2 separate regions of the Mus musculus genome follow, and region 2 is linked to region 1. Evidence: chromatin contacts called from public Hi-C data. All regions are on one chromosome and are shown on one strand. The core of a region is the stretch at or near the end of the contact, and the rest is flanking DNA. Distances in the headings are between cores, read along the strand shown. Region 1 overlaps Lpp (LIM domain containing preferred translocation partner in lipoma). Region 2 has its middle 9.5 kb from the start of Gm38456.

Region 1 (3,848 bases), core at 745-3,244:
GTTCTGAGACCGGTACCCTCATTTCAGCCTATCCAACAAGTGATTACTTGAACTCCTAAGTCCTTCTCCCAGCTCATCACTAATTCTTAGAATCATTTCTTCATTCTTGACCCAGTCTCACTGCAGACATCCCCAAATCTTCCTTCTCTCATGCCCTGCCTGACTGTACGTTAGGACCTCTCTCTCCATACTGCCAAGAAGAGGACCTTGGATGGCTGGCCACACCTCACCAACCGCGCCTCTACCTTACCCCTGCAAGAGCAACTTTTCTTCCTTAGGACCACAGTTTCGCATCATAATCTCTCTACACTTGAATATGCAATGTTAAATGCAAATGTGTAGCAGCTGCTGCTCAGGTTTTTTTTTTTTTAAGGGTTTCTAGAGGCTGGACACATGGCTCAGTAGTTAAAAGCACTGGCTGCTCTTCCAGAGAACCTGAGTTTGATTCCCAGCATCAACCTGACAGCTCACAACCATCTGTAACTACAATTTCAGGGGATCTAGCGCCCTCTTCTGGCTTCTGCAGGCACCAAATACACAGCAGCACACAGGCAAACATGGAAGCAAAACAGTCATACGCAAAATTATCTTTTGTTTTTAAAGAAAAACAATGTACAAGACATATCATTTTAGTAAAAAAGTTCATGGCATTGAAAACTGTGGTTATTTATGCCTCACATAAATAAACTGTAAACATAGCCATACATGTGAGCACGTGCACACGTGCACATTTAGACACACTGGGGAAGAGAGAGAGTAGGAAGGAATGGGGGGGGGGCGAGGGTGCTAGAAAACTTTTTTCCAAAAATTTAACAACGATCATTAAAGCAGAATGTATTCAGGGGTAAATTTTATTTTCTACTTTGTATTTTCCTGCCCTGCTTCAAATTCACTATAGTGCTTAGAAATCATTCAAGTGATAAGACCATCTAGAAATAAAAGAGAACAAAATAAAATGCAAACTAGAAGAAAACAAAAGACTCCAGAGGAAAAAGCACACGTTTGCCCTCAGGGTGTGGCAGGGCATCTATGCTCCAAGTCTTACTGTCCATCCCAGACACCTCTAGGCTAAACATGGCACACTGGAAGGCGGTATCCTTTCTTTCTCTTCTTTTCCGGTGCTTGGAATTGACTCCAAGGTCTAAAGAGGCTCTGCCACTGAGCTGCAGCCCCACTAGGCAATGCTCTTTGAAATCTCTCCTGCCATTTGTAGCTTGGCTCAGCTAAGATCCATTACTATAAATGAGGATAATATAGGGACAGCTGTAGTCTTCCAGAACCTTCCCTCAAAGGAACAAAAGCCCTTGGAATCTCTTAGGATCCCAAACAGAAAAAGAGGGTAGAGCATGCCTTCCCAGCACCCACTGTCGGCCACACCCTGCCCGTCATAAGGTTACACACCAAATGCTACAGAAACGGTGTGTTGAACTCCAGTCGCGTTGATTTCATTGTTCTGTAGCTTTCTTCATATAGCTGCTGCTGGGGCACAGCTCAGGCACAAAAAGGACACCCAAGCCCTTTGAAATACTAGATATTTAATCACTATGCCACCACGAAATCCACTTTGGCACCAGAGCAATGGTGACAGTATGTGTTGTAGCTCAGTTTTTGTGCTGAGAATGAAAACAGTCTACCTATAGAACCAGCGACCATCTCTACCAGTTATTACTGACACACACCAGCACAGGATACCCCTACAATGCTACATCGATCAAACAAGCGCAGGCTTCATAGCTCTAACTAGAAGTGCTCACGGTGAGTTTTGTTTTCTTTTTGATTTCTAGTCAGCAATTATTGGATTTTCTACATGACATTTCATTGTTATCATATTTAAAAGAAAAGAAGAAGGTGGTGGCCCCATAGGAAGATATGCCAACAACCAGCACCTTGAAGAGACAGCATCTCTCTTCAAGCTGAAGCTGGGGCTGCCTCAGAGGCACGAGTGCAGGGAACAGGCTGTAACTAGGTCACTGGATTTTGCTTCCTCACAGTAGACCTTTTGCACATGCTCGCCGGAGCTTCCAAGAGCTCAGGAGGCTAACTCTGTACAACTGCTGCGATGGACTAAAAGTGATCCAGTTACTCATGGAATCCATGCTGGAATGAGTCCCATGTTCCTGGCACGGCAGAAGGTGCCAGAAGTAAGCAGAGGCTACCCCACCCTCCTGAAGTGGACAGTGGCAGACGCTCGAGGTACAATGTGATGAGTCCTAAATGTTCCCCCTCGGAGCAGTGTGTGGCTCTAGTGAAGGGAAGATTATTTCTCGCTGGGAAAATGACAGGTGGCTTCAGGACAGTGAGTGTTCCACCACCAGGAGGTACCGGAACAAGTCGGGATGGGACAGATCCAAGGCCAGGGTACAGCTCAGCTGGCTGGCACCCAGGGGCAATGAAGAATGACCTTAATTTTGGAGAGAACACACAGTGACAGGCGACGGACTTTGGGTATTTCCACAGCAGAAAGGCAGACTGTCACTGTATGCACTGGATGCGCCTAGGGAGCATGACAACTGAAGTGGATCTTTTGTAAATTCAAGTTGGTGCAGGAAGCAAAAGGGAGACACTACAAACAAATATCCCAGTCACTGTAAACAAGACATGGTATGCTCCGGAGTACAACTGTGGGGAATGACACTTCATGACTGGAAATGACATCCGGCCAGGGTTGCCAATCTGGTGTGGAGGTAAGTAGTGAAGAAGGGAAGATGACAAAGGCCACTGCTCTGTCTTCAGGTGGCTCTCACTGATACAGTCTGGATGGCCCACTCGATTCAACGTACACTCATGCCGTTCTTATACCATCCTCTCCACTGCCTTGGACACCTGAAAAGGGCTCAGTAAATAAACTCTCAGTAAGTAACATTGTGATATTGACTGGTTGCTGGTTTCAAAACATCAAAAAAAGGAATGAAAACAAGAAGCAGGTGTTCTCCTCCCTAAGGAGACAGGCAGAAGAAAGCTAAGACCCAGGGCCTCAACCCAGCCCATTCCAGTACCAACCTAAAAGGGGAAACCTAACCATGGTTATGAATCCAAAGCTCCCAGGTGATTTTACCATGCAGCCATGGGAGAGCGTGATGGCTAGGTGGAAGCACTGACCACTGAGCACGGGGATCACAGGAATATTCCAGAAAAGCCCGCTCTCTTGCAACATCTGTTTCCCTGGCTTTGCTTCAAGAATGAGCTTCTTGTAATGACAAGGTCGGGACTGGCTGGACCTCTCGGCAGACCCTTGAAAACACCAATCAAGGGTCTCTTCTTGCAAAGGGGGCCCAGGGCTAACCTTGTCATATTCTACTCATGACGGCAGAGGGAGAGGTGAACAAGCTGAGTCTCCAGCCCTTGGTGTTGGAGAACTGCAGTGGGTAATTAACACATTGATTTTGCAGTGAGCTAAGCAAACAGCAAATAAATACACTCTCCTATTCCAAGGGTCCTCTCAACCTCTCCAAGCCTCAGTTTCCACATCTGCAAAGTGGAAAATTACAGTGTATGTCTAACATGTTTTTTTCCAGTATATCCAAGATTAGCTATGATGTTAACATCACAGTGATTATGCAGCAAATAAATTAACATGAGGATATAAAATGCTCTACAAATTGTGTTCCATGACAAGATTATCTGCTGAAAACAAAGACTAGAAGTACATGCAGGAGACAAACAATGTATAGGTCATATATGTACATACGTGTGTACACACACACATCTGAAACAGGCAAGAGGATGAGAAGGTAGTGGATATGGAAGCCATTTATAGGTAAACTGGTCCAAGGACGCTGAGGACCTTCCCCAGTGGCACTGGCACCTCCCTAGACAAATAAAGATCTATTGCCACAAGGATTGATCCA
Region 2 (3,848 bases), core at 907-3,406, 180 kb after region 1:
CTTTTGCCCCTGAGAAGTCAGATGAATGTAACTGAGGAAAAGTAACCAGCCATGTGGCAGAATTTAGATTAGTATGAATGGGATACTTGAGTTAAGAGCTAGTTGGGAACAAGTTTAAGGCCAAAGGCATTGTAAATAAATATAAGCCTCTGTGTTATTATTCTAGAACTGGGGCAGTGGAGCAAGGGAACACTCCATTGCTGGTTGGATTGCAAACTTTTAAAACCACTTTGGAAATCAGTTTGGCAGTTTCTCAGAAAATTGGGACTAATTCTACCTCAACCAGTTATACCATTCCTGGGCATATACCAAAAGGTGCTCCACCATAACACAAGGGTACTTGCTCAACTATGCTCATAGTAGCTTTATTCATAATAACCAGAAACTGGAAACAACCTAGACGTCCCTCAGCCAAAGAATGGATAAAGGAAATTGGGTCATTTACACAATGCAATATCACTCAGGTACACAATGGCATTTTGCTCAGCTATTAAAAATACTGGCATCATGAAACTTGCAGGCAAATGGATGGAACTAGGAAAGATCATCAGAAGTGGGGTAACCCAGTCTCAGAAAGACAAATATAGAATGTACTCGCCTATAAGTGGTTCTTAGCCATAAAGTACAGGATTGCCATGCTACAACATAACCAAAAAAGCTAAGTAATAAGGAAGACCCAATAGAGGTTGCTTGAATCTCACTGAAAAGGGGAAATAGAATAGACATCAGGGGTGGATGAAAGGAGCAGGAGGGATAAGTAGGGGGAGGTTGGAGAGAGAGAGAGTATGGGGAGAGAGAAGGGGACATCTCTGGGATGAGCTAGAAACACAGACCAATGGAAATCCCCAGGAATCTTTGTGGGTGACCATAGCTAAGACTCCTAGCCATCTTTTGCAACCAGAAAAGACTTTCAGTGGAGGTACTGGGATGCCATCCCGGCCACAAAACCTTAGAGCCAAAATTTGTCTTACCTACAAGATATACAGGGGTAAAGATGGAACAGAAATTGAGGGAATGACCAGTTGATGACTGTTGGCCAAGCTGTACTTGCAGACAGGAACCTAGCATAACTCTCATTGACAGGCTTCACCCAGCAACTGATGGAAACAGATGCAGAGACCCACTGCCAAACATTAGTCAGAGCTTGAGGAATTCAAAGAAAGAGGGGGAGGAAGGATTGAAGGAGCCAGAGAAGTCAAGAACAACACAAGAAAACCTACAGAATCAACTAACCTTGGCCCATATGGCCAAGTTGACTGAATTGCCAGAGAGCATGCATGGGACGGACCTAGGCCCTCAGTACAGAGGTAACAATTGTGCAGCTCAGTCTTCATGTGGGTGTCCTGACAACAGAGGAAGGGGCTGTCTCTGAAACCTGTTGACCATCCTTGGATCCCTTTCCCTTAACTGGGCTGTTTTGTGAAGCTTCCGCAAGAGAAGATGGGCCTAGTTTAGCCACAAATTGCTATGCCAAGGAGGGTTGATATCTGTAGAAAATCCAGTGATGGGCCAAATGGATAGGATATCCCTTTTCTGAAGAGAAAGAGAGGATGGGACAATGGGGGTGGAGAGGGAGGAGATGAGAGGGGGAGATTGGGAGGAGAGGTGAGAGGGGAAGATGTGATCAGGATATAAAGTAACTAAAAAACAAAACAAAACAAAACAAGAAAATTACACTACTTTCTTATATTTTCTCAGGTCATGATGGATTAAAACTAGAAGTGAAAGGGCAGGCCAGGTTGGTCAGTGTTAAGAGCACTTGACCTTGCAGAGGACCCAGCACCCAAATGGCAGCTGACAACTGTCTGTAACTCCAGTTCCAGGGGAACTGATGCCCTCTTCTGACTTCTAGGTCACCAGGCATGCACATGGTATACAGATATGTATATAGGCAAAGCACTCATGAACATAAAATAAAGGAGTCAAATCCAAAGTGTAGCGATAACTTTTCTTCACAATGGGTGACTCTGCATTTTCAATGGTTAATTCTGCACTGGCAGAGAGCTGAGTGCTGGCAGGGTTTTGGTGCTATCAGTTCTCTGGCCTGACACTGGATTTTTCTGTTTTGTAAATATTTGTCCTTCCTCACATGCCCAGGGCAACCTAGAATTGTATCAGAGATTGTCTCACTAGTGATGGGCTGTAATAAACATCTGATGTCCAATAACTGGGCAGGAAGGAGGAGGGTGGAACTTCTGGACAGAGAGAATGAAGGGAAAGAATGCAGCAATGGGAGAGTCAGAGAAGGGACACCAAAGGGAACAGATGGGGAGCAAAGAAAGATGTAGATCTAGTCATGTGGTAGGTCATAGGCAAGATCGTCAGGATAAGCTGGATGAGGTAGCTGGAGACTGCCCCAGTTGAAGGGCTGAGCTTTAAGCTATTTTAAAAGCACCCGTGTCATTATACCACTGGCAGGTCTGCAGGAAGACCTGCTATAAAAAAAACAAATAATGAAAAACTAGAAGCCAATAACAAGAGAAGCTACAAAACATATGGAGACTGGCTAATATGCTCTTTTACAAACAGTGAGCCATTTAGATAATTAAAATGTGCCCAGAACAGGTTCCAATGAAAGTACAACCCGTTAGAAACCCCACTGGCACAGCTAAGGCTGATCTAAGAGGGCAGCTTATAGCTATAAGTGACTGTGCTCACAAAGTACCAGAGAGATCTCAAGTAAATAACCTGACTGTATTGGTTAACTTCTCTACTGCTTTGATAAAATACCACGACCAAAAAGTACTTTAGAGGAAAGAAAGGCTTATTTGGCTCATGGTGCACAATCAACCATTGAACAAAGTCAGGTTAGGAACTCAAGGCAGAAAGCAAGAGACAGGACCGTGGAGGGAAGCTGCTTGCCAGCTAATTCCTTGGCTCACTCATTCTTCCTTTATGGTGCATCCACAGGCTTATACTTAGCTAGTTTTCTTATTTTGTTTTGTTTTAATTATAGGTATGTATGTGTTTCTGTGTTTATATTTGTAAAGAGGTATGCGAGTACCCCGAGAGGCCACAGGAAGTGTCCAGATGCTCTGGAGTTGGAGTTATAGGCATTGTAAGCCACTGACATGGGTGCTGGGGACTGAACTTGGGTCCTCTGCAAGAATAGTAAATGCTCTTAATCACTGCCCATATCTTCGGACCCTTTGCTAAATTTTCTTACAGTCTAGGAGCCCCTGCCTATACAATGGTGCCACCCATGGTAACCTTGGTTTTTTTAAAGCAGTTAAAATGTTCAAGACAACTCATTACAGTTATGTGCATAGACCAGCTTCATTGAAAGCAATTATTCAATTGATATTCTTTTTCTGATGATCCTAGGCTGCGTCAAGTTGATAGTCAATGCTAACTCAGTCATATATAACTCATGACTTCATAAAAACAAGAACCAGCCGTACCCTAAAGCATCAGGTAAAAAAATAATAACAATAAAGATTATGTACTTACATATTTACACAATATGATGTACACACTTAATAAAAGTCCACAGAATTGATCAAACAAAAAGTTAAATCCATTGAAAGGATAAACAAGATTGACAAATCACTAGCCAAACAGACCAAAAAGAATTCTCAAAGTGAAAACTAGAGATTAGAAAGGGGGTAGTTGCAACAGGTTCCCTCCAGGGAACATTAAGTAATACTTTGAAAATTTAGGTCCTCTCAAACTGGAAAATCCATAAGAAAAGGACAAATTCATAGACACACGTGAGCCCCCAAAATTGGACTAAGGGACCCACTGCTGAATTCATTTTCTGAGATAACTTCAAAACTCCTGAAACTGTGCCACAGTATAGAAAGGGAAAGGACACTAGAAAACTCATTCAAAATACCCAGTATTGCCCC

The links. A called contact is a pair of places that touch in the nucleus more often than the background predicts.
Region 2: a contact with region 1 is called in a Hi-C map of liver, with 2.8 times the contacts expected there. The contact joins two enhancer-like sites. A contact is called at or near these places in 2 of 484 Hi-C or Micro-C datasets (both in liver).

The regions. Positions count from the first base shown.
Region 1 is chr16:24,482,152-24,485,999 of GRCm38.p6, reverse strand. All of the region lies in intron 3 of Lpp (LIM domain containing preferred translocation partner in lipoma), which reads right to left. Among named protein-coding and RNA genes, the nearest start is that of Gm24440, 78 kb to the right of the region's middle. Within about 2 kb of position 1,994, at least 28 of the 459 cell types and tissues checked have an H3K27ac peak or open chromatin away from gene starts, as enhancers often do. A contact at or near this core is called in liver, where this site is marked.
Region 2 is chr16:24,303,844-24,307,691 of GRCm38.p6, reverse strand. No RefSeq gene overlaps it. Among named protein-coding and RNA genes, the nearest start is that of Gm38456, 9.5 kb to the right of the region's middle. Within about 2 kb of position 2,156, at least 4 of the 459 cell types and tissues checked have an H3K27ac peak or open chromatin away from gene starts, as enhancers often do. A contact at or near this core is called in liver, where this site is marked.